4 separate regions of the Mus musculus genome follow, and regions 2, 3 and 4 are each linked to region 1. A link is a contact called in public HiChIP or PLAC-seq and Micro-C data. All regions are on one chromosome and are shown on one strand. The core of a region is the stretch at or near the end of the contact, and the rest is flanking DNA. Distances in the headings are between cores, read along the strand shown.

The links. Hi-C and Micro-C count contacts between places; a contact is called where the count stands out from the background. HiChIP or PLAC-seq counts read pairs in DNA pulled down with a chosen protein or histone mark.
Region 2: a contact with region 1 is called in an H3K27ac HiChIP or PLAC-seq map of embryonic stem cells, with 5 times the contacts expected there. The contact joins two enhancer-like sites. A contact is called at or near these places in 1 of 484 Hi-C or Micro-C datasets (embryonic stem cells) and 4 of 115 datasets of contacts at active chromatin or transcription factors (embryonic stem cells and forebrain).
Region 3: a contact with region 1 is called in an H3K4me3 HiChIP or PLAC-seq map of forebrain, with 4 times the contacts expected there. The contact joins two enhancer-like sites. A contact is called at or near these places in 1 of 39 promoter capture datasets (hippocampal neurons), 4 of 115 datasets of contacts at active chromatin or transcription factors (astrocytes, embryonic forebrain, embryonic stem cells and 1 more) and 3 of 9 other capture datasets (embryonic stem cells, embryonic tail and embryonic trunk).
Region 4: a Micro-C map of embryonic stem cells shows a contact between it and region 1, with 2.1 times the contacts expected there. The contact joins two enhancer-like sites. A contact is called at or near these places in 1 of 484 Hi-C or Micro-C datasets (embryonic stem cells) and 3 of 115 datasets of contacts at active chromatin or transcription factors (all in embryonic stem cells).

What each region holds. Positions count from the first base shown.
Region 1 is chr12:106,473,416-106,476,115 of GRCm38.p6, reverse strand. Gm51969 (a long non-coding RNA gene) reads right to left here. Exons shown (of 2, transcript XR_003950178.1): 2 at 1-120. Among named protein-coding and RNA genes, the nearest start is that of Gm32876, 4.5 kb to the left of the region's middle. Within about 2 kb of position 1,450, at least 30 of the 459 cell types and tissues checked have an H3K27ac peak or open chromatin away from gene starts, as enhancers often do. A contact at or near this core is called in embryonic stem cells and forebrain, where this site is marked.
Region 2 is chr12:106,174,033-106,176,732 of GRCm38.p6, reverse strand. No RefSeq gene overlaps it. Among named protein-coding and RNA genes, the nearest start is that of Gm32776, 28 kb to the right of the region's middle. Within about 2 kb of position 1,377, at least 66 of the 459 cell types and tissues checked have an H3K27ac peak or open chromatin away from gene starts, as enhancers often do. A contact at or near this core is called in embryonic stem cells and forebrain, where this site is marked.
Region 3 is chr12:105,961,431-105,964,130 of GRCm38.p6, reverse strand. No RefSeq gene overlaps it. Among named protein-coding and RNA genes, the nearest start is that of Vrk1, 47 kb to the left of the region's middle. Within about 2 kb of position 1,275, at least 119 of the 459 cell types and tissues checked have an H3K27ac peak or open chromatin away from gene starts, as enhancers often do. A contact at or near this core is called in forebrain, where this site is marked.
Region 4 is chr12:106,137,322-106,140,021 of GRCm38.p6, reverse strand. No RefSeq gene overlaps it. Among named protein-coding and RNA genes, the nearest start is that of Gm32776, 8.2 kb to the left of the region's middle. Within about 2 kb of position 1,336, at least 7 of the 459 cell types and tissues checked have an H3K27ac peak or open chromatin away from gene starts, as enhancers often do. A contact at or near this core is called in embryonic stem cells, where this site is marked.

The DNA.
Region 1 (2,700 bases), core at 201-2,700:
TGGGCGTGGGCAGCCATGGCTCACAGCAGTGACAGGTAGCTCCATCCATCCCAGCCACATTCCTCGGGTTCCACAAAGTTCCATTTCAATAAGAAAGCTCTTTTCTAAGGACACGTTGTTCTAAAAGAGACAGGAAGAAGAAAAAAACTGTCTGTAATTTGTCATGAATTTCAATTACAAAAAAAAAAAAAACTTTTGAATTTTTTTTCCGTTTTCAAGAAAAAAAAATTGGCGTGCCTCCAGGTTTTAAGAATGTGGTTAACACAGAAAATGACAGAAAGAGAAAGTGTGTGTGTGTGTGTGTGTGTGTGTGTGTGTGTGTGTGTGTGTATTTGCAGAAAAATCTCAGAACACAATATTCTCCTAGGCCAGGCTGAGGTTTTTCTGGACGAAGGTGCACCTGGCACTCTGGGTGAGAAAGAGGATTTTGTATTTATGGGCAATGGGATTGTTCTGGCAAGTTCCACAGCATGCCCCGGAGCTGACATCTCATAGAAGCATCTTCCAGCATCCCAGACTCCCATACACACCAGAGAACCAGTCTACACCCGAGAACACGGCTCAAAAAAGGGTTTTGGAGAGGAGAAGAGGAATCGTTTTGTCATTGGAAAGTCTAAGGGGGTCCCCTCCCCCCGATACACGGAATACTCACCAAACGGGAGCAGAACGGTTTTTTTTTCTTTCTTTTTTTTTTCTTTTTTGAAATGTGCAACTGTGTGAAACTTGTCTGGTTTCAGATTTACACAGAAATGTGGGCCCGTCTTGTTTTCATCCAAACAAACTCAAGCTGAAGAACTGTCTTTCCTAAACTGGGAGCACATTCCTGTTCCTTAACCCACCAGTGCTGGGTTCCCCCGGAGCGTATTAAATCTACGCAACACAGAGAGGTGCTTTCTGTCTTGTTTTCTGGAGGCTGAGCCCAGCAAACCCAGTAAACAGGTGGAAGACTAAAAAGAGCCATGAAAAAAAAAAAAAAAAACACACAACAAAAATAACAGCGACCTGTCCCCAGCCTTGAAAAACAGCCTAACTCCAGAGGTGCAGTGTGTACTTGCGTGGCCTCAAATAATGTTTGTCTCGCAAGAAAATGCGTAGCTTTCAGCGATAACACGGGACAGCGCTTCCTAACTTGCTAGTGGCCTGGCCTGCGTCCTTCTGATAAGAGGTCAGAGGTCACCGAGGCTAAAAGATGAGAACCCGTGCTTCCTTCTGCTCAGATCTGCAAGGAACAATTAAAGGCAGTTTTGCATTAAGGACTGACGTCCTCCTCAGTCTGGTGCCCCGGCGGTAAGCACAGCTATAGAATGCCTGTCCCTGTGGGGTATCCCCGCTCAGACCCAACCTGGCACTTTGGTACTACGCAGCTGGAATTTGAGGAAGCTCGTATTGAAAGGGGATGGTTTAGTAAGATGCAACGGAAGGTGCGGTGCGCATGCGCCTCCGGGGGAAAGCCATGGAAACTGCACCTTGCAGAACCTATCTGAAGGCCTAGGACCAAAGAGGTATTAGGGCTGAGCCAGAGAGACCCTGTTTGGAGCAGAACTATCAGAGGCAAGTGGTGCAGACACCGCGGATCTGGCTGGAGTTCAGAGGTCGTTGCAAGGGCTTTAACTCTGAGAGCTGTAGGGGAGTCAGCGAGGAGCTTTGAGCCTTCTGATTGCGGCACATTTTGGGAGAGGGGGCACAGGAACACACAAGCAGAGGTTCCCGAACAGCCCCGTCAAACCACCGCCAGGCTTCAGAGGCTCAAGCGTTGCTGTCGTTTTGGTTTTTGGTTTCCATGTTTCAGTTTACAAAAGGGTGATGATTTTAAAAATTAAAAAAAAAAAAAGTGACGATAGTGAATGAGGAAGAGAGTGTGCTTTCGGGCCTGAGTTCAGAGTTTATATAGAGAAGCTCAGCTGGGCTGGGGACATGACTCCCTGGGTAAAATGCTTGCTGAGCAAGAATGGGGACTTGAGCTCTGGAACCCACATAAAAAGCCAGGTCTGATGACACACTTTGTAATACCATCACGGGGCGGGGGCAGCGATGTGCAAGACCCCAAGATCAATGGTCAGGCAGCCTAGTCTGCTGGATGAGCCCCGGGCCATTGAGAGAGCGTGTGGTAGAAGACACCGGACTCGATCTCTGGGCTTATTAGACACACATATAAGCACACATAGGCACCCTCCGGCTCATGCTCTTCACAGAAACAGATACACACAGAGACACTCACATGAAATGGGAGAGGAAGAAGTTAAATTGAGAGAGACTTTACTGCACAGTGAAAAAGTCACACTAGAGACACTCCTCCCCACCGCCACCACCCCCACACCTCCTCTAAGCGTTGGCGGGAATTCCTAAAGGACCCAATTCTTGGTGCACTCTCTGAATGCCAGGTTTGGCATCCCCATGGGTTCAGGGCCCTTGCTACACTTTATATACCAAGCACGTGTATTCCTAAGCTAACCCACGATGCACAGTAGTTGACAGGTTCTTCCTACTCTGCTTTTCATCTCACTGAACTGTCCAGGGCCTCATTGTCTCATCTGTAAAATGGGAACTCTAACTTGGAGGCCTGGCTTCCTGGAGAGAGTCAGGCATACACGGAGACCACCATGCATCTAAAAGCACTGCACAGATAAATATGCGGTATTTACATAATTATGCCTCATTATATCCTTGGGTTTTTTTTTTTAAGGAATAAAAGTAAGAAAG
Region 2 (2,700 bases), core at 128-2,627, 300 kb after region 1:
TGACCTGGGTTTGGTTTTCAGCATGCACATTGGTGGTTCACTGCAGGCTGTACCTGTGACTGCAGAGGATCTGTTGCCTTCCTCTGGCCTCTATGGATAGCAGAAACACAGGCAGTGTACACGCATACACACGGGAAAAAAAAGTCATGCACAGAAAAAAGTATATAGCCTAATCTTTATTAAAGTAAATAATAAACAGTTGCTGAGGAGAAAAACCCAAGGTTGTTCTCTGAGCCCCACATGGAAGCTCTCTCTCTCTCTCTCTCTCTCTCTCTCTCACACACACACACACACACACACACACACACACACACACACACACAGCATATGCAGAGAGAAAGAGAAAGAGAGAGTCTGAGACCTGAAAATTCAGAACATTGACACTTTTGTGTGTCCCCCAGGAAGGTCTGGGCACAACATACATTGGACACCACCCGTTACTGTGGACTTGTCATGATAACACATGACTAGAAACAGGACTGCACCTACTCAGCATCACGGGCCTGGGGACACCAACTTGCACTACTTTTAGGGTCTCATGAAAATGTTTAAGTTACTTAAAATCAGATTAAAATTATTAATAACCTAGGCTAACAAGTGAGCCAGCCTGGGTTATCTTCATCTTTGTTGTGCAAGGTTATTTGAAAACAACCCAAGGTGGTAGACCTGAAGGGCTGGCTCTCCATGACAAAGGAAACAGTGGGACACCAGCAGCTGGGTCACTCACACCATAACCACTAAGCAGAGTGGCCTTCAATAACTGAAGATTCTGTCTGACCTTCGAGAACTTCCTGAGTATAAGAGAGGACCTCCCTGGGTCCTCAACCAGAGGTCTCTGATCAGCCTCCCTGGTGGGCTGCTGTGCAGCCAGAAGAGACCTGGAGCCTAGGCTGGGGACTTGTACTTACATTCAGATAATTCCTGAAGGCCAGGAATCAAGCCACAGCCCTGGTAGATGGGGGGACCAAGGAGGTCAGTGTCAGATCTGCTTGGAAATCCTGCCTTGAGATGAAATCAGTTCTCTCTACCCACAAGGGCAAACGGGGAAAGTTCCTGGGGCAGGCGAGGAGACCCCCCCAGGGCGTTGCCCCCACTGTGACTCTGATCATCCTGTGGCCTTGGCAGCAAGGCTGTAGAAGACCGGATGGGTCTTGCGGTTCAGGAGTCCAGCCTGGCAGTCTCTATATAACCTTTGCGAGACGCCTGCATATTTCACCCTTCCAGGCGAGCACTTTTTTTTTTTCTTTTTGTCATTCCAATTTCATTTCCGGGGCTGTGTGGACTGCGGGCTCAGCAGTCACTCCGGTCTGAAGTGACTCCTGGGACCTCCTCACTGTTCTATATGCAAATGGCCTTGCACCTGGGCAGCCGAGCAGGCTCGCAGACAGTTTAGTTATGCAAATCTGATTGATCGAGAGCATATTGCGGGAGCTTGCACAAGGCCTGGGACACTGGCAGCTATATTTCACTGGCTAAATTCCTGAAGAAGGGGGGAGAAATTAAATGCCAGGCATTTTGATGCATATTCCCTTCAACCCCTGTCGCGCGGCAGGGCTTTGCCTCTGAATGCGCTCAGCACTCGGGTTAGAGCCACTAATGCAATTTTTGCACGCGGGGTGTGTTATTGCTGAATTAACAGAAGGCTTGTTTTCCGTGTAAAAAGCCAGTCGCTGAGATGTCGCTAGCACAATAGGTCTGTCAGTCGATTTGAAATAATTCCCCAGGCAAACGCAGTAAAGGCAGTGTTTAAAAAAAAATAATAATTAGGTCCTTCGGCCTCCAAATGCTCACCCAAGTGAAAGGGACCCCAAGCAAGTTCCTCCGACTCCCTCCTCCGCAACAAAGGTAAAGCATACCGCAGGGACCCTGATTACACATTGTCATGCTGTGTGGAAAGCGCTTGTCTGTTTCCCAAACACTGAGCTTGAAGAGGGAGATGGAGCAGCCGACAGCCGCAGCTGCCTGGGAGAAAAATAAATTTTAAAAGAAGAAACTCGAATCTGCTTAAACTAATAAATTCCTCATCCGACACCTTGCATTCATGCATGCTGAAGTCTGAGGCTCGGGAGGCCCATCCGGCTGCACGGCATTCTCCGTATTGATTTATAATCACTGATAAATAAGATAGACCTACACCGCGCACGAGGGCTGCAGAAGAGGGAAAGGGATTTTTTTTTTTTTTTTTTTTTGCCAGTGTCTCTCCCCAGCACCGGTGCATCGAAATTAAAAATAAATCAATGTTATGTGCGGGAGAAGAAGATGATGGGAAGAGATAGGAAGAAAGAGGACTACATTTTTGCCTGGTGTGTCATCCCTGGTGAATGGGACAGGAAAAGCAGATCTCGGCCCCTGCGGACCCTGAAGAGAAGGTGGTCACGTGTGCAGCTTGGCTCGGGGCTTCCTCTGCTTGCGAGATTGGGTGAGCGTCCTGAGCTAAGTTAGCAAACGCGAACTTCACTCATTCCCTGACGTCAGTCACGTTACCTGCTGCCTCAAACGGCTCGGACGACACAGGAACGTGGACGCTGTCGGCTCCGCAGAAGTCACGTGGACACACGCTACTCCTGTGGACATTCGCAGCAGCTGCAAAGCAAAGGAGGAGAGGGAAGGGAGGGGGGGGGGAGACAGAGAGAGACAGAGAGAGAAGAGAGCAGAGGGGGGATTCTTGGGGATAAAGTTTACAGAAGTGCTGAGCTTAAA
Region 3 (2,700 bases), core at 26-2,525, 510 kb after region 1:
TGTGTGCGTCTGCATCTGCGTCCAGCCTCACCAGGACAGTCAGCGTGTCTGCCCGGGGTCCTGCGTTCAGGCTGACCACTCCATGGCCTATTCCCAAGATTTCTTCATGCCCCCTGTAGTTTGATTCTTTTTTTAAAATTACATTTATTTATTAATGTATTATGTAGGGCAGGGTATGTAGGCCCCGTGGCATCCTGTGGAGATCAGAGAACAACTTGCTGGAGTTGGTTTTCTTCTTCAGCTGATGAGCTATCTCACAGGCCTGTGATTAACATTTTTGGGTCCAAAATATTTTTTTAACCTTTCATATTATTTCTTTGGGCTGGATTCCAAGAAGTGGCATTACTGATAATGTGCAAAAGGTTCTTCGTATGGATTGCCAAATTATACTCCAGAAGGGCAGCGCTGTCTCGCCTCCACCCCTCCTCCCATCTCTGTCTCTGGTCTTCTCCCCCAACCCCACCCTGCCCCGTCCCCTTGGCAGGTGTGCCCACGGCTTGTTTGATCTTCCTCAAATCCCTACAACCTTTGTGAAGTCTGGAAACCAAGCTGACACACTTCACACTGAAGTAAGAAAGACGTAGGAGCCTACAGAGGGCTCCCCAGCACTGCCGGCTGTGGGGTCCTCTAGCCCGTGTCTTCTCCATTCTAACACGGTTTAGTAGTGACAGGTGAGAGAGAAGCAAACCGAAAGGATGAAATACAAAGGAAAAGTACACGCCAAAGAAGAAAGACGGTAGAAAACACGTGCTCTGTGGCGGGAGGCCGAGGAGGGACCTAGAAGGTGGCGAGAAGAGAACAGCAACAGGAGCGCTCAGAAAAGGAAGTCCGCTATCCCGGACACCCAAGATGGCCCAACTGGAGACAAAGTGAAACCAGCCCGGAGTTGAAGGCGCGGGCAGAAGAGGGGTGCGTAAAACAGGGACCGCCTGGCATTGCGACCTCTCCATGACCAGGAGAGACACAGTCTACGAGCTGGCGTGAAAGCGGGCAGCGGCTCGCTTGGAGTGTAGTTCTTGGACTGAGGGGGCAACACGAGAAAGGAGCCTTAAGCATGGAAAGAGCCGCCCAAAGCAGGCAATTAGCATCTCCCACCGTGGGGTCGCAGGAGCATCGTGCAAAATTACGTATCCAACTCCAGGAGTCCCTAGCGCCCGGCATACTCCGTGCACCCCGCACATCGAGTGCACTCAGCAACGGAGTGCACGCCACATCATCTCGCACACCAAGGGATTGCAGGCAGCTCAGCTGCGCAGCAGCCCATGACGATCCCAGATACTAACGCTAGAGGGAGCGCAAGGGTTGTCGTGCCTTGGGGTCCTGGACCATCCGGGCAGCCTGTAGGGTGCTGGGCTGCTCAGGGGTGCAGGGGTGTGGATGAGGCCCCGAGTGGCTGATGGGGGGGGGGCGTGCAGAGAGTTGTCGAGTGCCTTACTTGATGTTACACACAAGCCGTGTGAAACAGAAACTGGGCAAAGGAGGCAGGGCATACTGGTGCCCCCCCCCAACCTCCAACTCTGCTCCCCGGAACTTTTTAAGGGGGGGAAATAATCCGATCCCATCTGCACTTACCTCGTCACCTAACATGGGGGAGGGGAGGGGTAAGGGCGCGCGCACACACACACACACACACACACACACTCCACTTTCGAGGGGCGGGGGTGGTGGGCAGGCAAACTTTAAAAGGCTTTTAAGCAAAAAAAAAAAAAAAAAAAAAAAAGGAAAACGAGGTTGCACGAGGCTGAGGTACTTGAAATGATTTTTGTGTTGCAAATTGCTATGCTTTTACTGAGGGCTGATGAAAATAAATGAAGCGCCTCTCCCTCTTTTTGCTAATAAATGAAATGAAAAAAAAAAGCACCATTATTATGCCACCTGCTTCTAATTCCTAATTGTGGTAACTTAATTTTCGGATTGTTGTAACGGCTTGCTACCGCAGGCGCCCGAGCAAAAAGAAAAAAAAAAAGTATGGAAGGCCGGTTGGGTCTCTTTTGGCAGATGAGGTAGACTACGTGCAGGTTGGGTTTTTTATTTGCTTCTCGCATTGAGATTTACATATTGTATATTGGGAGGAGATCATCCAGCACTTTCTTCAGCAGCCCGAGGGGTGCTCGGGAGGAGGGAAGAGTCTGAGGTACTCCCTCAGCAGTGGCCGTGACAAAGTCCACGTTCCCCCCACCCCCACCCCGCCCCCCGCACTGAGATTGAATGTTGTTTTCTCTAAAAGAAGGAGGAAGTGTTTCTATAAACTGGTCCCTGGCTGCCTTCTACGAACCTTAAAGCCCTTAGAGACGCGGACTGGACTTGGTGGTGGGTTCCTCTGAATGGCGACCCTATTACCAGCTGAGCTGAGATACCCCTTTGGTTCCTTGCTCCCTGCTTGCTCCCTATACCCTGAAACACCTTAGGCAGAGTCCTGATATAAAAATTCTCCTGTCAAACGGACGTGAGCAGATCCACAACACAATAACTTCACCCAAGTCAAGGGTCCTGTTTTTACCATTGTAACCTAATTCCAAGTTCAAACTAAGAATTTTTTTTTTAAGTTCTGGGGTTATCAGGCATATTGGAAATCATCTGAAGGGTACATGTTTTCGATACTGTGATAAAAGGGTAGATTACTTCTTTAATCTACACATACACACACACACACACACACACACACACACACACACACACACTGGTTTATAAGCTAAGTCC
Region 4 (2,700 bases), core at 87-2,586, 340 kb after region 1:
AAGAGTGAGCAGAAGAAGAAAGAGCGCCCCCACCCCCACCCCAGGCTCCATGCACGGGGTTGAGTTATCCTGGGAAAACCATGCCGGGCAGGTTGGACCCTGAGCAGGCCAACAGCGCCTGAGTGAGGAAGACAACTGACCAGGATTGGGATCCGTGGGAAGCCACAGCTAACAGTGTCCTCGGAGGGAGCCAGCCAGAACAAACATTTTCCATGAGAAAGCATCCCCAACCCATCATCAGTCAAAATCTGAAAGCAAGACTGGTTTTTCCAATTTATTTAGAATTATCCTCGGTGCTGATTAAGGCAGTGGCGGTTCTCCGTGCGCCTCCTCACTTCACGTAACCCGTCACTTCACGTTTCCAGTGGGGGTTTTTTCGGCAGTGCAAGCTGCATAAATTATTGAAACATTATTTTATTTCCCCAGCCCCCTGTGACAGAAATAGGTTTTCTGAAAGCAGATCTTTCCCTAATCAGTTTTGTTTTTTTTTTTTTTTCTTGATTTCGAGTCCAAATAGCTCTGTGAATGTGGGGCTGACAGATGTGCGGCGCTGGTTTGCTCCTTTAGTGTGAACCGAGTCACCGTGGGGAGATGAAGAGAGAGACTCTGCTATCAAGGGTCCCTGTTATTGGTGCCTGGGAAGTAAGAGACTTCCAGCATGTGTCTCTGCGGGACAAGGCAGAGGGAGGTGGTATCGTGGAGTCCTGTGCAGAGAAATATTGTCCTGCCTACTCAGGCTCATGGGTAAGGGTCCTAGGAGCTGGGTCTGTGTCTCCACAGACCTCCTTTAGGTGAGGGCCTCCAATTTTAGACAGCTGGTCTTGCCCAGTGAGAGTCCAGGAATCTAGTTAAGTGTCCCCAGCACACATGACGCCATCTGAAGAGGACTACTTCGATGGTGACCCATACCTGAAGCCTAAGGAGATTTGATTGGTGAAATGCTTATGACACGCAGGTATGTGGGCCTGGGTTCAAGTCCCCAGGTCTCATGTATAATAGATACAGGACCTCATGCTTTGGTAGTCCTAGTGCCCTCTGGGAAGACGGGAGGTGCAGGCAGTAGAATCCCAGGATGCTCTCTGCCCAGCTAGCTTGTGAGCAGTGACAAGCAGTGACAAGTGACCGGTGAGGACCAGCATAGAAGCTGTCCTCTGACTTCTGCATGTGCTCTATGTGCCTATGCTCACACACGGATGCCCTTACCACACGTACATCGCACACACATACACACAAAAAAATTGAAAACCGTTTAGAAAGAAACCACTCCACAGGCGTGCCCAGAGCTTTGTCTTGTGACTTGGTGTGCTGTCAAGGTGACATTCAGAATGAACCAACACAAAGGCCATGCCCCGAAGGCCTGAGGAGGCTGACAGGGAGTGTAACAGCCAGGCTTCAAAGCAAGGTTGACACTGGAGAACAGAGCCGTGAAGCAGTGTGTGTGTGTGTGTGTGTGTGTGCGCGTGTGTGCGCGCGCGCGCATGTGTGTTAGCTGCAGATCTACCGTGCTAAAACTCCAGTCTTGCCTATCACCTTAAGCATTTGGGCCTTGATGGGCACATTGGTGGTTGATTATTTTTGAGACAGGATTTTACTCTGCAGCACTGGCTGGCCTAGAGCTCACTATGTAGCACAGGCTGACCTCAAACTCACAGAAACCCTCCTGCCTCCCCAGCCTCAATTTTAAATTCGGTTACAGAAAGGCTCAGCCCTGGTCTCTCCTCCCTAGCAGTCTCTGTGGCTCAGGTGTGACACAGGATTTCCCCAGGCCTCTTTTCCTGTTTGTAAAGTTACAGTGCAGGACAAAGTGGCCTCATCTTCCAGGTTTTCCTTCCTTGACCGGATCTTGGATGCAGACAGAAGTCATTTCCACAGTGACCCATGGAACCCTGTCAGCGGGTTCTACCTGAGAAACGGAGACTATTGCAATTCGCTGACTACCACGTGACGCCATTTCCAAACTCCACCAACAAAAGCAAAAACCAATTTAGTTCATCTTCTTTGGACGAAAGACGAGCAAAGAAGTCTCTTAATGGGAAGAAAGTGGGCATCTTTATAGTCAGTCCAAGAAAACCACCAGTGAAATGGGCTTTGAGTCTCAAAACGCGTGTCTACAATTTTCTTTTTAACTTGGAGTCCCCAAAGTAGTGATTTTTAAGGACATTTTCTTGTATGACTCATGGCATCTGAAGAAAACTCTGCATTTGAGGTTTGCCATACCTGATGGAGTCCAAACATTCGCAATTCAAAGCCAGGGTTAGCTTTGCTTTGACTCGGCGTGTTTGCCACTGGATTTTATTTACCCCTATTTCAGGATGCCATGGGCCACTCGGCTACACTGTAGCGTCCTTCAATGACTTCAGCGTTTTGAGAGCCACCTGAGGCCACTTGCTACGCATAAAAGGATCATCATTTACAAAGAGCCACTCAGTTCTTCCCAAGCTAAGTGTGTGAAAGGCCACCATTCCGCTTGCTCCCAGGGCCTTCGTCTCTGGGTTCCTGCTGTTGTGGAAGAGCTGAGGTCAGAATGAAACTGGAGTAACAGGACACCTGCACACGAGTGTGACAATGGGAGGCTCATGGCTTTCCCTCCGAGTTCACTGACCAGTGTTCATGACTTTCTCTGAAATCTTTCCCCAGCGGTCTGAGTCCTTGACCCCTGTTACCTCCACAGCAGTCGACTAATGCTGAGATGCAGTGAAT